Regions from separate parts of the Mus musculus genome. Here region 2 is linked to region 1. Evidence: chromatin contacts called from public promoter capture Hi-C data. All regions are on one chromosome and are shown on one strand. Each heading gives the region's core, a stretch centred on a gene start, on an enhancer-like site or on the middle of the called end of the contact. The rest is flanking DNA. Distances are from core to core; before and after follow the strand shown.

What was found. Promoter capture Hi-C pulls out the DNA fragments that hold promoters and counts their contacts.
Region 2: a promoter capture Hi-C map of hippocampal neurons shows a contact between it and region 1, with 7 times the contacts expected there. The contact joins the promoter of Hacd4 here to the promoter of Plin2 in region 1.

What each region holds. Positions count from the first base shown.
Region 1 is chr4:86,668,038-86,671,659 of GRCm38.p6, reverse strand. Plin2 (perilipin 2) reads left to right here and starts at 1,601. Exons shown (of 8, transcript NM_007408.3): 1 at 1,601-1,715; 2 at 2,955-3,010; 3 at 3,098-3,293. The coding sequence starts at 2,981.
Region 2 is chr4:88,436,904-88,440,525 of GRCm38.p6, reverse strand. Hacd4 (3-hydroxyacyl-CoA dehydratase 4) reads left to right here and starts at 1,611. Exons shown (of 7, transcript NM_025760.5): 1 at 1,611-1,693; 2 at 2,963-3,066. The coding sequence starts at 1,656.

The sequences.
Region 1 (3,622 bases), core at 352-2,851:
AAAAAAGGATGTAGTTGATTGTTCTCATTTTTACATCATCATCACTATCAGAAGGAGAATTGTGGGGTGGTTTGGTTTGGTTTGGTTTGGTGGGGTCAGTGTCTTGCTGTGTAGCCTGCCTGGTTTGGTATTCACTATGTAGCTCAACCTAGTCTCAAACCTGTAATCCTCCTGTCTCAGTCTCCTGAGTGCTTTGGCTCACAATCAGCTAAACTTCAGCTCCTAGCAATCCAATGTCCTTTTCTAAAAGGTCTCAGATGACATCTGCACAGATGTGGCATACATACATACATACATACATACATACATACATACATGCATACGCATGTAAAACACAATCTTTAATAAAAACATCCAGAGCATCTTTGGACTTCCAGACATTTCTTCTTTTTCTTTTTCCTTTATAATTATACGGTGGTGTCTTCCAGTGCCTGCAATGGATTGATTCAGGCACACATATTAATGAAGCCAGTTTGGCTCTTTGGACCTTTGAAAAAGTAAGCAGCGCTTGTGTGTATGCAACTTTGGGGAAATGATTGACGTGGAGGTGAGTGCTGCCCAGAGTTCAAATTCCATAGCTCCAAAGGCACCTTCCACAAGCCCCGGTTAGTAGGGCCCAGCACTGTTGCTGTTGCTCTTATTACATATTCTGGTGACAGGGGATCTATGTAGCTAGGGCACAAGAGCTTCCTTCCTATCTTCAACTGTTCCTTCTAGTTTCCCTTGCAAGGAACTAGAAGGCCTGCACCTGTATCTTTTTCCAGGAAAGAAATTCCCTGAACCCTTATGACTCCAGATGGCTGTACAACTTTCAAGATCAAATAACCCAGTTCACGTCCCTGCCCTCTCGACAAGGATTAAAAAATGATTCAGACCACTTAAAAATATTGCATAAGTCACGATAAAGTTGGCCATCTTCCTTAGTTGTTGGCTGATATCACTAAGGAGCAATTTGGAATTGTTTTACTAAAGAAAACACAGAAGAGAGGCTCAAGCTTTGCTTGTGGAAATTCAGATCAACCTTTTAATTAGAAGCTTTTGATAAGTTGTCTCTCTTTGAGAACGGTATTTTTTCTGGCCTAGAACTCACAACAATCCTCCTGCCGCAATTTCCCTAGTGCTGGCTGGGGATTACAGACCAGAGCCGCCACATCCCATGGATGAATTGTTTACATCCATAGAGCAGTAAACCAGAAGTCCCTACAGGTCATTAACGTGTTGGAATTCCACACATCTTTGTAACTTTCTTGACTTAAAGTAAAAGGTTAGAACCCGAACTTCCAGTTTTGAAGTGGTCTTTTCTGAAGACTCTGGTTAATTTGTCTGCATTTTCCAAAACCCCAAGACGCCCTGCATCTTTGCAATGCAGCTTTCAGGACCCCTGACCTAAGTCAGACAGCAGAAGGCCTCGCCCCGGCTGGCTCCTGCTCTTCTTGTACTGATCTGGGATCTCAGGGCACTGGGCTCAGGAAACCAAGGAGGCCCCCGATATTGTGGCACCAGGTTGGGGTTCCCACGCCCTCATCCCCAATGAGTGGCCCCAGAGTCCCAGTCCAGCCCAGCACAGGGTTCAGCGGCCCCAGGCAGCTGGGCTATCACGTGGCTCGGAGGCTTGGGCGGGGCAGTCAAGCGATATTTTAACAGTCGTTCTGGCCGCTTTGCTGTGTGGTGATCTGGACCGTGCGGACTTGCTCGTCCCTCAGCTCTCCTGTTAGGTAGGTCCTGCACCAGATCTGGCCCTCAGGCCGCTGCTGCTCTGCCTGCACTGGGCTCGGAACTGCAGCAATGGGTCGGTGGGGGAGGAGGGGGGAGGGAGCAGCCCCGGGCTGGTTGGGAAAGCTCTCGCTTTTGTTCTAGAGTTTTCCTTTCTGTTTGCACGTCCTTCTGTGGTAGAGCAACTTGCATTTGTCCGGTCGAGGTTTTATTTAAATGGAAACACCTCACAGAAGAACTTATAAGGTGCATAGTGAGAATTGTCTGGGTTTCCTTTAGTGTCCCACTAGGCAGCACTGGCTGCCCGCAGGCTCTCTATGGTCCAAGCTGGGCTGAAACTCTTGCTCCTCCTCTGCCTCAGCCCCACCTCACCCTTGGAAAACGGAAGGAGATATTTTATGGGCTGCTCCTTGGTATAGATACTGCTCGAAGCTTCTGCTTTCTGGACAGTTCTTCCTAAGGAACTGGGACTTTGGATTGGAGGCAGAGCAGTCTAGACAGGTTCTGTTGCTGGGCAGAAGGCAGTTTCATGTGGGTGTGGGTCACTGGGGATAGGAGATTTTACAGTTCCCTGGAGTGACTTTCTTGAGCTCAGTCAGCATTAAGGCAGCCACTGCTGGTTTCAATCTTGTTCACAAGAGTGGTAAACACCCTCAAGTATCAGTTTGATAGTCCTGATGCTGAGAGCCCGGCATGGTGGCCTGTACCTAATACCAACACTAGTGAAGTAGAGTAGAGAGAGTCAGCCTGGGCTTTAGACAGGCAGAGACTAAGTATAGCAAGGGCCATCTTTAATTCTAGCACTTGGGAGGCAAAGGCAGGTAGGTCTGGTGAGTTCCAGGCCAACCTGGCTAGCCAGGACTGTTACAAAGAGAAATACTGTCTCAGAAAGCCTACAGAAATAAATCCATTAACTAATTAAGGGCAGGTGTTTGGGGGAATCTAAGATGTCTTCTGTTTAAATGGAATTTTCTGCCTTTTGGGTTAGCATTTTTGAGAACAGGCATTTCAGAGGCATTTCTAGTGTCCCATTTAAGAGACAGGACAATGACTACTCTTTCCTATTGAAAGTGTGTAAACAGCCCTGGAGCCTCCAGTCAGGTTGTTGGCCTTGAAAAGGGCTCTGAACTAGAGGGGTGGGGTTGGGGAACTGAAACTGTCTATGCTGGAATTGTGGGCCTGCCTAGGTTGGGACAGGAATTGGTCCTCAATGTTCTGAAACCAGTTTCTTTTCTCTCCAGGCGTCTCTTTTCTCCAGGAGGAAAAAATGGCAGCAGCAGTAGTGGATCCGCAACAGGTATGATTTTTTTTAAGTATTCGTTTCTTGGTCCTTTTTCCTTTCTTGTGATTTGAGTCATTACTATCCACTCCTCCGTGTTTGCAGAGCGTGGTGATGAGAGTGGCCAACCTGCCCTTGGTGAGCTCTACCTACGACCTTGTGTCCTCCGCTTATGTCAGTACAAAGGATCAGTACCCGTATTTGAGATCCGTGTGTGAGATGGCCGAGAAGGGCGTGAAGACCGTGACCTCTGCGGCCATGACAAGTGCCCTGCCCATCATCCAGAAGCTGGAGCCACAAAGTGAGTCTAGATTCTGCGGTCAACACTGAGCCCAAGGGACTGGGTAGGGTGAGTGCTAAGTCACACCAGGGATCCCCCAGGCCTTCCTGAAGCACAATCCCTCCTCTACCCAGAAACTGTCTGCTGACCTTCCTTCACACGGATGGGCTCTTCACAGCCATACCGGTGCTCACTCTTATTACTCTAATAGAAACTTCCCAGCCAGGCGTGGTGCTCACACCCCAGCACTTTGAAGGGAGGTGAAGAGGTGTCAGTTGAAGGCAGACCATGGCTACATAGTGAACTGCAGGCTGCCTGGGCTGTATGAGACAGTGTCTCAAAAAGGAAAA
Region 2 (3,622 bases), core at 362-2,861, 1.8 Mb before region 1:
ATGGCTTTGGAAATAGTTTCTTGTCTATGTGTTGTTTGCTCTTAAGCTCACAGATTCACGTCCTATAATTGAAGCCCGAGGGACAGTAGAAAGGACTTGGGGAACCCTGAGAGTAGTTTCGGGAGTGTTGGGAGTCCAAACTGTAAGGTACATGGAGCAAAAGGGTGATAGGAAATGAGATAGGGCCCTGGATGTTGATGGCAGATGACAAAGGTTTGAGGGGGGTGTTTAAAAGAGGGGTTCTAAACTCTGGGGTTAGAGATCTGAAAATGCACCCCCTTCCCTCCACCCCTCCAGATAGGGTCTCCCTCTGTACTCAGGGTGCCTGGAACTCACTGTGTAGCCCAGGCTGATGCTGAAGGCGGAATCAGCTCCCCACCTCGGCTTCTAGAGTGCTGGGGTTACGGGTGTGAACGACCACGTGACATGAATTTGTTCCTACACTGCCATGAAGGCCAGTGTACAGGAGACAATGGAGACAGTTGAGAGGACAGTGCAGCCTCTGCCAAGGGGCTTGAGAAGGAACGGAGGCTACAGAGGAGCTGGCCCCTGGTGGGGGGCGGGGAGACACGGAACAGTGGGACATCTAAGAGGCAGACTCTGTGACAGCTATGAGGAAGGAAACCATGACCCAAGAAGAAAAATTGCTGACTGTAACTTCTAACCCTGCTGTTTATCAGCTGTGTGACCTGTGGTGAGTGACAATATTTCTTAAGGCCTCAACTTCCTTTTTGGTAAGATGGAAGCACTACCTTCCAACTCCAGCAACTATATGTAACTGTTCCACTTGTGGGTTTTGGGGGAGTTTTTTTCTTTTCTTTTTTTTTTCTTTATTTTTTCCCATTTCTTCTTTTTCTTTTTTGGTGGTGGCGGTGGTTTTTTTTTTTTTTTTTTTTTTTTTGGGAAAATACTTTGGGGAGCTGTTTTGTTCTCTTCACCTGGTAGAACAGAATAATTGGAATCTGATCTTCACGAACCCAGGAGGTGGGTCACTCTGTCTAGGAGATGGGATGCCATTGTCCCAAGAAACCAGGAAAAGATGTGTGGGAGTGTTGGCCATGGGCAGCGACATTAACTTAAGCGAATAACATTAACTTAATGACATTAAACATTAAATAAATGACATTAACTTAAATGAACAAAAGCATTTATGCACACCACTGCCACCCAGGTCTCTAAGTGTCAGGGATGGATTTCTGGAGGGCTCTGGCTCATGTTTGAACAGATATTGGGCCATTTGCCCTTAGCTTTCCTTCCTGAACCGTTCTCCTACCTTAGGGCTTCTAAGAAAGGCCCTGGCCACCCTGAGGATCATGCAACCTTAGAGCTAGTTATATCCAGTTAAGAGTATAGGCAGGTGAACTTAGGGGTCTCCAGCCACAGATCAGTAGCCTGGGATCAGTTTGGAAAGCCTCGGGCGGATGTGCTTGTTCATCCCGCATACTTTCTATGCCTGGCCAGCTCTCCTAGGGCAGCATGGCAGGAATTTGACTTTCATCTCCTGCCCATCTCCTGACCTCTGCTTTTTTTCAAAACTTGCTGAGTGTGTTGAGGCCCCGCCCTTCCCGAGCCCAGCCTGAGGCGTCCCGCCCCTACCGCTTTCCCAGCCCACTCCTGCTGCTTCCCGGAGGTGCCAGAGGAGCAGACTGTGGCCCATGGGGCCCTCGGTGCTGCCAGCCTGGCTGCAGCCCAGGTAGGATTAGGGGGCTGCGGGGAGGGAGGGGCCAGGGAACTGGGCAGAAGCCCACCCATCGGCTTTCACTCCCGCGAAGCTCCTGACTGTTTAACACTGCTCCTTCTGCCTGGTAGTGGATTGCATTTTCTCCTCCATAGCTCAGGACAGAGGCTTTGCTGTTTCCTTCGGTTTTTTAGTTTTGGAGATGAGGAAATGGAAGGGTGGGCTGCAAGGCCACCTCTTCTCTTTGTGCGCTCCCACAAGTTCTTCTCTTCCTTGTCCTTGCTGCGCCCTAGATTTTGGCACAGGGTGATTTTGACAGCATCCTGTAGCAGCAGCATCTGTCACAGGCCAGATTCCAGGGAAACTAGGGCCTGGGGGGAGTGCTTACCTGAAGCCTGGTGATGCTGATTGGCTTGCAGTTTTCCCCTTTTAACCCCTATAGCAGTTTTGGTCATCTGTTGACTGCTCCATAGAGTTTGCTTATATATCTTGTTTCTCAGAAGTTTCCAACTAAGAGAAGTCATTGTTAACACTAACAAGGCCACTCTACACATCCTTGTGCACACCGGGAAGCCCTTCACCTCCTTTTCCAGCTCCTCAAACCAAGAATCACCAATCTTCTTTTTTAAATTCAGTTTACACCCTGGCTGTCCTCTCCCCAGGAACCCACACACACACACAGCTTTACACTCAGCTTGACTTCCTTTTTTTTTTTTTGGCTGAGCAACTAAACTGCTTTCTATGTGCATTTGATGGAGAGAACTAGCTTCCCTTGTAAAATACAACAGGAGGCAGGGCCAGGAAGAACGAGAGTGCAACCCCAATCACAAAAGTCAGGTGTGTTCAATGACTGAGTCATAATCCAATTGTGACCACTCCCCTTTGATAACTGTAAGCCAGCTCTTTCAAGTTAATTTGGCAAGCTGAGCTACTGGAGTTCAAGCTGCCCAAATCAGTCCCTTTGCGTCAGTGTTTCTTCCCTGTCCCCTTCAACTTTCAAAGCTTTTCTCATAGTGGCTGAAAGTGTTAGAGAAACAAGGTTAGAATGTTATCAAAGATGAGAATGAAGTGTGGAAAAGAACTACCTTTGGTTTTAAGCAATCTCAGTCAACATACTCTTGTTAGATAAATTCATCCCATCGGACTCTCATGGGTTTGGAGGGACAACCCAGTGAAAGACCCCAATATAGAACTCTGACCTGGAACAGTTTTCTTTTGCTTGCTCAGTTTGACTGGTACATTACATTAAAAGATGTGTTTAATGGCATTTTTCTGTATTTATAGGTATAGGAAGAATGTATATCTTTTCATCTATTACTTAATTCAGTTCTGTGGCCACTCATGGATACTGGCAAATATGACAGTCAGATTCTTCTCATTTGGGAAAGGTAAACACTCCTAAATGGTTTCGATTTCTAACTATTATCCCTGGATTCATCTGGCCTCACTGATTTTCATTTTGAACTTCTTGCATCCTGCATCTGGAACCATTCACGTCTCTGGAGTTTGTTTTTCCATAAGTATACTTAACTATTTCAGACTTAAAGGGAGAAGATGAGACCAGGCGAGAGGGGCCTGTCTTGCCCCAGAGCTGCCAGTTTGCTCTGAAAGCAAAAACCTATCTTTGGAATGTTCCATTTTGGTTCTGCACAAAACTCATAAATTAAACACATTTTGAAAAGTCTGTAAGTTCCAGCCTGACATTCTGTGCAGAGCAATGAGAAATTAATAAAATTCCTCCACTGCGTACTCATCCCCAGACTTAGGGTAGCTGGAGATGGCCAGTAACTGAATGACAGACAAACTTTATGCCCCCAAGACCCTGTTTGATCCCTCAAGAAGTAATACGTACATGACACACACACCGATGACTAGTCACCGACAAGCAGTTGGTATTGATGACTTGAATCATAAGCTTCCTTCAGTTTCCTAAAAAGTCAAGAA